Linked DNA regions of Pan troglodytes: all the other regions are linked to region 2. A link is a contact called in public Hi-C data. All regions are on one chromosome and are shown on one strand. Each heading gives the region's core, a stretch centred on a gene start, on an enhancer-like site or on the middle of the called end of the contact. The rest is flanking DNA. Distances are from core to core; before and after follow the strand shown. Region 1 overlaps EFNA5 (ephrin A5). Region 2 overlaps EFNA5 (ephrin A5). Region 3 holds the start of EFNA5 (ephrin A5).

Region 1 (2,981 bases), core at 245-2,744, 270 kb before region 2:
GGTATTGAAATGATTGGATTGAGTTGCAGCTTAATTATTCAGCTTTTATTAATATGGTAAATAATGTACTAAAGGCTAGAGCTGAACAGATTCCAGTGCATGTGATGAATTTAGACAGTTGAACAGGCTAATCCTGGTGCATCACCTTTTACCTCTATTTTTTTTTGGAGGGAGGAATGGTTTGAATTATCTCTATTTCTCTTTGTGAAAGGCTGAGTTATGTCAATGTATTTTACATGTTTAAAATACAGAAGATGCTCTTTAGTACTAAGGTTGTCATAAACTAGAATTTTAACTTTGGACAGTTGTAAATTCTCTTCAATTTCTCTTTTTAAAGTTTTTAGATCATTTGGCTCTGTTCTTATGGAAATGTTGCAAAATGTGAATGGAATATACAGTTGAGTCTTTAAGCAAAAGGAACAAAGTCTACTTAATGATTTGAATGGAATAATGAGTATTATAGTTGGTTATGGCAGACAACTATGAATTTCTTCCTTAGGTATCTAACAAATCGTTAGTAATTTTATATAGCCTTAATCATTTTGGTAAAATTTCCCAACTGTCACTTTGGGTTAGTTCTATGGCAATTGACCTTTAAAAAAAAAGTTTAAACCAACTGGCAAATACAAAAATCCTTACGGTTAAGTAGTTTCATATTTAATATAGAAGTTCTGTCTATATTTGTGTCAACAGAAGGCAATGTAAACCCACAGGGAAGCTTTATTGGCTCTAATGTGGTATTAGAACGAACTATCCATCTTACCTCCCACATGCTGTCCCATAGTAAGCCTCTTTTACTGGTGGGAAGAGAGTATTTGTGACTTTTTTTTCCTAGTCACTCCCTTCATAGCCATAGATTAACCTTTCCAATCTATTGCAAAGATAACAGGCATACTTACTAGTGTTTATCATAGCATACTCTTAATTCATGGGGTTTGGTAATCACAGCTTCATTTTGTAATCACATATTGATAGTATACATAAGACCTGGTTTGGAATTCAGTCGTGGAGTTTGGGTTAACTTCACCTAGAGCTCTTGCATTACCATTCTGGGCAGAGTAGGCAAACATTGGCAAGCTCTTGAGTGGTTGATAGGATCAGGACTCTGCTCACAAGATATGCATGGGTCACATTAAGTAGATTTGCACTGCAGCCTGAATATGGAGTTTTAAGACTGCAATAATCAGTGTTGGAAGACGATTGGTTTTTCTTGTTATAAATTGCTAATTAGTATTGAAAATCTAACCTGTTTTGTTGAACAGCCTCTCTTATTTTCTCTGAGAAAGTGGTTTGGACAGTAATCTATTTATCTCTATACCCCTCTTCCCTCTAGTTAAAATAAAATCTAGAAACCTCTGGGGACTCCCCCTTTTGAGTTGTGCTTGGAAGGAGCTTTAAAACAGTGCCTCCAAACTGAAGTAAATATTGACTGGGTCTGGGGCTGAGCCCTGCTCAAAGCCTCCTATTGTTCCTCCTTAGTCAGCACTCCAGAGCGGGCTCAAGTATGCATGTGTTAGGAAAAGAAGAAAGGCTGTGGAGGGAAATTAACAGGGCCCACAGCTGAACTCATAAATGCACCATATAGAGGAAAGGGAAGCTGACTACAAAGCCAGCTGGAGCTTACACTGGGTTATGGAGAACTTAGGAGACTGAAGTGCAGAAATGCTGACCAGCCTGTCTGCTTTAGTGAAGTTTAAGGTACACAAAGCTGCTTGTCTTGGTGGGTCCAGCCCATTTCTGAGTGAAACCTTTGTGTCAGTGATGCTGTCTTCTCAAGGAGATGTAAATTGCAGGATTTTGGTGAACTTGGAAGAAAGTAAAAGGGTAAACCCTCAGATTCCAGAATGATGCTTCTCCCTCCCTGGTACCTGTTCTGATGCCTCTGTCAGCCTTCCCTCTTTCAGCTGTCATGTCGGATTACACACTCTCTTGGGTCTCCTAAGTGCCTTGGCATCCCTGGGGCATCAGATGGGTGAGGGAGAACCATATGCCATTTGAAATGAAAGTTCTGAAGAGGAGATGTTCTTATTATATGAAAATTTTAAACTTTTTTTTTTTTAGAAAAAGAAAATTAAATCATTTAAATATGGAACAGATTCCCTTGGTTAAAGTGGAGTACTTTGAGAAAAAGCTGCTTGTATTTTTACCATTCAGTTTAAGAACCCAAACAAACAGCTGGCTGACTTATGTTTTAGTGAAAACCATCCCGTACATTTACTAACTAGAAAAGTAAACATCCTTAAAAAGAAATTATTGTGTGTGTTGACTACAAAGTAATTGTTAATAAATACACAGTAAAACCAATAGCATATTTGGATTGTTAATTCATTTCCACTGATATTGTAAGCATGCTTTTAAATTTGTAGTCTTCTGTGATATTTGATGTGAACATATCAGTGCTAAAGACCACATGCAGGCAAATACCAGGACAATTAGAAAATTCTTTGACTGCCAAGGCAATCATCAAACTGTTCTGCTTCATTCAGGCCACTAATATATTAGAACAATAGTGTCACAATAAAGCATGAAATGCTATGGACAGAGAGAGAGAAAGCACATCTGTTCAGGGGTATCAGAAACTACTTTCTGGAGAGGAATAATTTAGTCTAGACCTTGAACAATGGATATGATTTTAAAAGAGATGGGGCAAGTAGCTGAAGAATATTCCAGGGATCCTTAGGAACGGGAGCAAAGGCCTACTGGCTGTAACCTTGTATATGGATTTGGGGAATAAACAGAAAGTAGTTTATTCAGGGTGGAGGGGATCTAGTGAAAGTACCTGCATCATGGGCTGAAGAGGTAGGTTGGTCAAGTTGTGGAGTGTGAATTTAAGGTTGTGATTTTTGTTTTTGACTTTTTAAAGACTTTATTTATTTAGAGCAGCTTTAGGTTCACAGCAATATTGAGAGGATGGTACAGAGATATCTCATATACTTCCTACCCCCACACATACACGAGGCTGCATTTTTAGTAGGGGAAGG
Region 2 (2,920 bases), core at 381-2,880:
ATGGAGCACATCCAGTAGCTAAGACTGTGTCCCTCCTTGAGAGCTCATGGAGAGAACTCTCCAGTTTTTTCCTGGAGGCGTATCGTTTGCTGTTTAGTTATTGCCATGTGCCCTACAATAATTTTCATGTCCTGGATTTATTTCTCCTAAAGAAAAATCTGAAAGACCTGTACTAAATCTAAGAAGCTCCTCCCTAAACCAATTAAGCATTTGATTCTGTCTTCAGCCTGTTTATCTAGCAGTATCATCTGTAAAGTCAGTTATGTGCATGTAGCAAATCAAGTTCACAAGGCTTGAAGTGAGTTCATCTCAGCTCAGAAATTCATTGAACAGCAGTGTGAACATCCATGTGTCACTTTTTTCGCACTAACTCTCATGAATAAGACATATACTCCCTCAAGAACCCATGGTTTTCCTAATGAATTGGAGTCACCTATGTGTACTGTATTTGTGACATGCACATTTGCAGTTGAGGTCCACAGGAAGGACACCATTTCCTGGATCAAACCGCAGAGTGCAAATATTGTGCCCTAAATAACACACTAGTTACTGTAAATGTCAGTAGAGGGAGTTTTTCTGGCTATGATTTAATGAAAGCCTACAGCAAAGCCAGCTGTTAGCACTTCTTAACTGCTTGTCAGAGCAACCAGGGGAGATAGGGAGGACCAAAAACACTTTTTCTCTATACTTTTGTTTTAAAATTAAAGTAGTTTTCAACAGGTGTTGAATAGGGACACTGGGGACCCTATACTACTTGACATTATTTAGTTGGTGAATTTAGAAGTTCTCCTCCAGGAGGGTTACTTGGATCTAGAATTACATAAGGAGACTGTGTAAAATTTGTTTGGAAGTTTGTATATTGAATCCTCTCACCTGCAAAAGAAGCATTTTTGTGTTCTCAGCTCCCCATGAGGAATAATTTAAAAATAAAAATAAAGGAGAGAGAAGACATACCAAATGCCGATCCCTCTTTGTCACTTTGGGTATTGCCAAACTAATTGTAAGCCGTGTGTGATTTGATTGATGTCATCTGCTTTTTCTGAACAAAGAAACCACTTGAAGCAAACACATAGGGAGGAAAGTATGCGACGCTCGTTTCTGTAATTTTTGTCATTTCTAGGATGCATTAGTAAATACATGTGGTTGTTAAGGGCCTTACTGCCCTTGGAAATTCCTTTGACATTTTGCTGTGTGTACACAGGGGAGATAATCTTTCAACCATAGGGAAAGTTTACAGTCTTATTATCTTGAAAAGGAGAAGAAAGTTTCTTCCTCAAGTGATTTATAACTTGAAACATGCTGTCATGTTTTGGTAAGCCCACTTTATTAATTCCATCCTTCTCTGTGGCAAATTGAAAAAAAAAAAATACATGTACCGTTGCAACATAGTACTTTCTCAATAGCATATTGTACTTATAATAGCATGATGGAAGTTACCGGGCTTGGGTTAGTCATATAGAATGCAGAGCCAAGTTCTGAGTAAAACCTCTAATTGAATTACCTGCAAAAGCACTGACAGACAAGCTTTCAGTACAGACAAAGCTCTGCTTTCCCCAGCAGAAATAGGTCACGTTTAAGTCTGCCCTGTAACTCTCTGTTATTGGTTTTTGCCGGCACTTTCACCTTGGGCCTCTGTTGGGCCCCTTTTCCTGCAGCAGAGGAGGAGCGGCTCTGTGAAAGCTGGAGGGCTCACACATTATCCTCTCGATTTAGAGAAAATTGATAACAGATCAAGTTAAATGGAAGAGACTTTGAAATAAAAATCCAAAGTATTTCTTCACAGATTACTCACATTCTTGCATGATTCTTTTATTGTATTGAAAAGAGAAAATCAGGATATGAAAGTAGCCTTTCTATAGCAGTGAGACCTGAAAAGTACTGTTTGTTTTAATTTGGAGGAGGAATTAGAGAAAGTTCCTGTTGTTCAAGTCAGGAAAGAATTTATTGTTCATCATTTGCATGTGAAAATGAAGAGTAATATGTTGTTGTTCTCTTCTTTCTTTCCTGCTCTCTCTCTGTGTTACCCACAGCCTCTGCAATCCCAGATAATGGAAGAAGGTCCTGTCTAAAGCTCAAAGTCTTTGTGAGACCGACAAGTAAGTTCACTAGCATGAGCTTCAGAGGGTGGCTTCACCGCGCATGCTTTATTGTGTGGTCTGGTTCACGGCGGTAAAACTTTTTTTACTGTTAAATCTTGTGTGGTATCTGTTTTGTATATCAACATTCATATTTTAGTTTTCATCATATTTTTTCTCATTCTTCATGATGCTTTTACTTAAGTACACAGCAGTTGCTAACTTGTTGTTTCTTAGACTGTTGTACATGCAGAGCAAATGGGAACAATATTGGCATTTGGAACATGCCATTGATTGTAAGACAATCTACATAAAAAAAGAAAAAAAGGAGAGAAAGAAAAAAGAAAGAAATGGGAGTTTAAGGGTGTCTTCACTAACATATTTGGCTGTTATCTCTATTTTTGTTATAGATAGCTGTATGAAAACTATAGGTGTTCATGATCGTGTTTTCGATGTTAACGACAAAGTAGAAAATTCATTAGAACCAGCAGGTTAGTATGCTTAGAGAATCTCTTTTAACAAATGCATCTATTTCTCTGGTGCTTCCGTATTTTTTTCCCTTCTTCTTCTCTGCATGTTTGCATGTTATAGTTGTTGTTCTGCTTTTGCTCATTGCTAGCGATGCTAATATGACTTATATTCTACCTCATTCCTCCAGTATCTTTGTGCAATGCATGTTAGGTAAAATAAAATTTTCTTTTTTGGAATGGGTTTGAGCTAATGCAGTATCCTAATATAGAAGCCCCATCGGAATGCTAAAATCTCACTGCCTTTTACCATATCCTCAGAGCATGCTGGTGAATCACTGTGAATATTAAAGGATCTGTTTTCATATAAGACACAAA
Region 3 (3,129 bases), core at 340-2,839, 280 kb before region 2:
TCGCTCTCTTTTTTTCCCCCTCTTTTGCAAAACTGACTTTTACAAAACCCTTTCCACTTCTTGCCAGTCGTTTCAATTCCTCCTGGGCTGCTCGTGCTGCTGCTGCTGCACTCAAGTTTATTTATTTTCCCGCCTGGGTAGGGGTTTTAGGATTCGGTTTGTGGTTTTCACCTCTGTTACTGCTGTGCCTAAGGAGGGAAAGAGGAGCAGCTGCGGGAGGATCGGGAAGGTTTTCTGATGTAGTCATCGGGGAGGTGCCACTCGCTCGTGCGCTTTTTTTTTTTTCCCCTCTTTTCCCATTTCAAACTGATTGATGCATCTCTACAAGTTGCTAGGCTTGGACCCGCTGGAGTCGCAGGGACACTTCTGAGAGCTCACCCCGGGCTCTTGGCACCGCGTGTGGGGGCTCAGTCTCCCTCTCGGAAGGCGATCGGAGACTGACATCGGCCCATCCAGGAGTTGGAGGGATCCATTTGAAAGTGATTGTTTCCCCTCCCGCTCTCCAGCCGAACAGTTGGGTTGGCGTCGTCTTGCAGGTTTAGGCATCCCAGCTCCGCCAGGCCGGCTGGTATTAACCTCTGCTCTTCATTCACTGTGGTGCACCCACACCCAGCCAAGGAAAGCACGCGCGAGAAATCCCCGAGGCTCGGTCAGCCCCCGGGGTGCCCTCTTCCGCTACCGCCGCGTTCCGACTCTGCTGGGGGACCTGCCGGAAGACGCGAAGAGCCAAACTTTTCTGTGAGGTTTTCCAGGCAAGACCGCTTCGAAAGCCGGCGCAGCTGCCGCTTAACCAGTTCCAGGGCACCGACAAGGCTGGGTTGCGGCTCCGGATCCCCACCCTTCTCGGCGCACCGCCCGGTACCGCAGCACCTACGACTCCTCTGAGATTTCTGGGGGTCGCCCCGCTAAGGCACAGAGGAGGCTGAGGAAAGGGGTTCTCAGACTCCCGGGACCACAAGCGCGAAGCCCTCTATCAGCACGTCGCCCTTCTCCTGCAGTTTCCCACCGGCCGCCAAAGTAACTTGGAGCGAAGCGGGGCGCAGTGCGAGGGCCCCGGGCGGTGGCGGAGCCGTGCGTAGCCTGCTGCGCCGACGCTGAGCCGGGCCCGGCGGGCCGGTGTATGTCTCCCCGCGGCTGCGGCGCGCAACTCCCGGTGACTGTGCAGCGCGCGCCGCCGCCTGCCCCGACCCGCGCTGCAGCCGCCCGGCCCGGCGCGCACCTCCCTCTCCCGGGGTGACCGGCTTGCCGCCGCCGCCCGAGACACAGCTTGGCACCTCTTCCCCCGCCCTCGCCGCCGCCACCACACACACGCATGCTTCTCTCCATCTTGTGATTCCTTTTTCCTCCTGAACCCTCCAGTGGGGGTGCGAGTTTGTCTTTATCACCCCCCACCCCACCGCCTTCTTTTCTTCTCGCTCTCCTACCCCTTCCCAGCTTGGTGGGCGCCTCTTTCCTTTCTCGCCCCCTTTCATTTTTATTTATTCATATTTATTTGGCGCCCGCTCTCTCTCTGTCCCTTTGCCTGCCTCCCTCCCTCCGGATCCCGGCTCTCTCCCCGGAGTGGCGCGTCGGGGGCTCCGCCGCTGGCCAGGCGTGATGTTGCACGTGGAGATGTTGACGCTGGTGTTTCTGGTGCTCTGGATGTGTGTGTTCAGCCAGGACCCGGGCTCCAAGGCCGTCGCCGACCGCTACGCTGTCTACTGGAACAGCAGCAACCCCAGGTAAGCCGATAACAGGCGGAGAGTCAGGGCTACCCGGGCCTCGGGGCCCTGCGGAAGGAGCGGCGGCGGGGATCGGCGCGCACCAACCGCTGGCGGCGCGCACCCTCGGAGCCTGCGTCGCCCGGGCGCTGATGGCTTGAGGCGTCGGCGGGAAGCGCTCGCGTCGCGCCCCTCTTTGTTAAGCCGCCGCGGAAAGGCCAGGTACCCCTGGGAGTCCCCGGGGCTGCCTAGACCGACTGCTTCTGCGGGGCGCCGGGAGACTCGGAAAAGGGCGGGAGCCGGGGAGTAGGGACTTCTCTGCTTCCCAGCCCCGGCATCTGGCTGGCATCCGGTTCCCGGCGCGGGGAGCCCCCAGTGTGCGCAGCCGGGAGCTCCTTCCTGGAGCGTGGGTCCGCAGGGACTGCGGAGAGAACCCGCCAAACATCCCCCAAAGTTTTTTGTTTTTTTTTTTTAATTTTAATTTTCCCTTCTCTTTTCCCGGTGCGCGCAGAGAGAGCGCACGGGCTGGGGGAAGTGAGGGGGGCTGGGAAGCGGAAGCTTTAGGTTTTTATTTTCCTCTTTAACTGCGAGGAAATCATTCGGCCCCTGAGTCAGTCTGGGCCCGGCGCGCCTGGCAGTGGAGAGGATTCTCCCATCTTCTCCATCCCTCCACCCACCCCAGTGGGTTCAAGGTGCCAGAAAGTTTGATCTAATGCCGGGTTACGTCATGTGTGCGGAACAAGCTGCCAGAGTTGGCCGAGCCAGGAGGTGGGAGCCCTTCGCCCGCGGCCTGGCGATGTGCTGCCGGAGGAACGCGCGCGATTACCTGGAACCGATTTGTAGGCGTCCCCAAGCCCGCCGGGTATGCGGGAGACTAGAGGTGGGCGCCTGGGGCGGTCCTAGCGCGCGTGCTGGACACCGGCCAGTCGCAGACGTCCCGTGTTTTCGGACCCTGGAAGTGGAGTGGGGAGGTTATCCAGAGTGCCCGGCGGGGTCCTCCGGGTCTGGAGCAGTTCCGAACCTTTATTGCTTCCCGGTCTGTGCACAGAAGTCGGCCCCGCTAGGCCCATACCGCACTGCTTTCTCTGGGACAGAGGCTAGCTTCCAGCTGTGTGCCGGTCTCGGTGCCCTCCTAGGTGCTATTTATTAATAGTACCGATTGCATCTAAAGTCACAGGTTTTTCACTGGGCTGGAGTGGAAGTTGGGAAGAGAGAGGCGGGAGGCCGAGGGGTTAGCCTAGAGTTGGTGCGCGCCCCGGGCTCCAGGAGAGAGGGTATCGGTGGGCGCCTCCAGTTTTTTCTATCTCCTGCGGGCCCTCTCCGCCTGCCTCCAGCCTCCCCTCAGCATTGCAGGCAAGAGAGGGATTCCCTGCTTGAATAATGTCAGCGCAGATGAAGATGGGAAGATTTCCCCACAAGCAGTCCGCCG

Evidence for each region. A called contact is a pair of places that touch in the nucleus more often than the background predicts.
Region 1: a contact with region 2 is called in a Hi-C map of stem cell-derived neural progenitor cells, with 3 times the contacts expected there. The contact joins two enhancer-like sites. A contact is called at or near these places in 1 of 7 Hi-C or Micro-C datasets (stem cell-derived neural progenitor cells) and 1 of 1 datasets of contacts at active chromatin or transcription factors (stem cell-derived excitatory neurons).
Region 3: a contact with region 2 is called in a Hi-C map of stem cell-derived neural progenitor cells, with 4 times the contacts expected there. The contact joins the promoter of EFNA5 here to the enhancer-like site in region 2. A contact is called at or near these places in 1 of 7 Hi-C or Micro-C datasets (stem cell-derived neural progenitor cells) and 1 of 1 datasets of contacts at active chromatin or transcription factors (stem cell-derived excitatory neurons).

The regions. Positions count from the first base shown.
Region 1 is chr4:105,374,189-105,377,169 of NHGRI_mPanTro3-v2.0_pri, reverse strand. The region is part of intron 1 of EFNA5 (ephrin A5); the gene reads left to right. Among named protein-coding and RNA genes, the nearest start is that of EFNA5, 17 kb to the left of the region's middle. Within about 2 kb of position 1,494, at least 6 of the 24 cell types and tissues checked have an H3K27ac peak or open chromatin away from gene starts, as enhancers often do. A contact at or near this core is called in stem cell-derived neural progenitor cells, where this site is marked.
Region 2 is chr4:105,108,996-105,111,915 of NHGRI_mPanTro3-v2.0_pri, reverse strand. EFNA5 (ephrin A5) reads left to right here. Exons shown (of 5, transcript XM_526972.8): 3 at 2,031-2,096; 4 at 2,486-2,566. Among named protein-coding and RNA genes, the nearest start is that of EFNA5, 280 kb to the left of the region's middle. Within about 2 kb of position 1,630, at least 5 of the 24 cell types and tissues checked have an H3K27ac peak or open chromatin away from gene starts, as enhancers often do. A contact at or near this core is called in stem cell-derived neural progenitor cells, where this site is marked.
Region 3 is chr4:105,391,282-105,394,410 of NHGRI_mPanTro3-v2.0_pri, reverse strand. EFNA5 (ephrin A5) reads left to right here and starts at 1,589. Exons shown (of 5, transcript XM_526972.8): 1 at 1,589-1,721. The coding sequence starts at 1,597.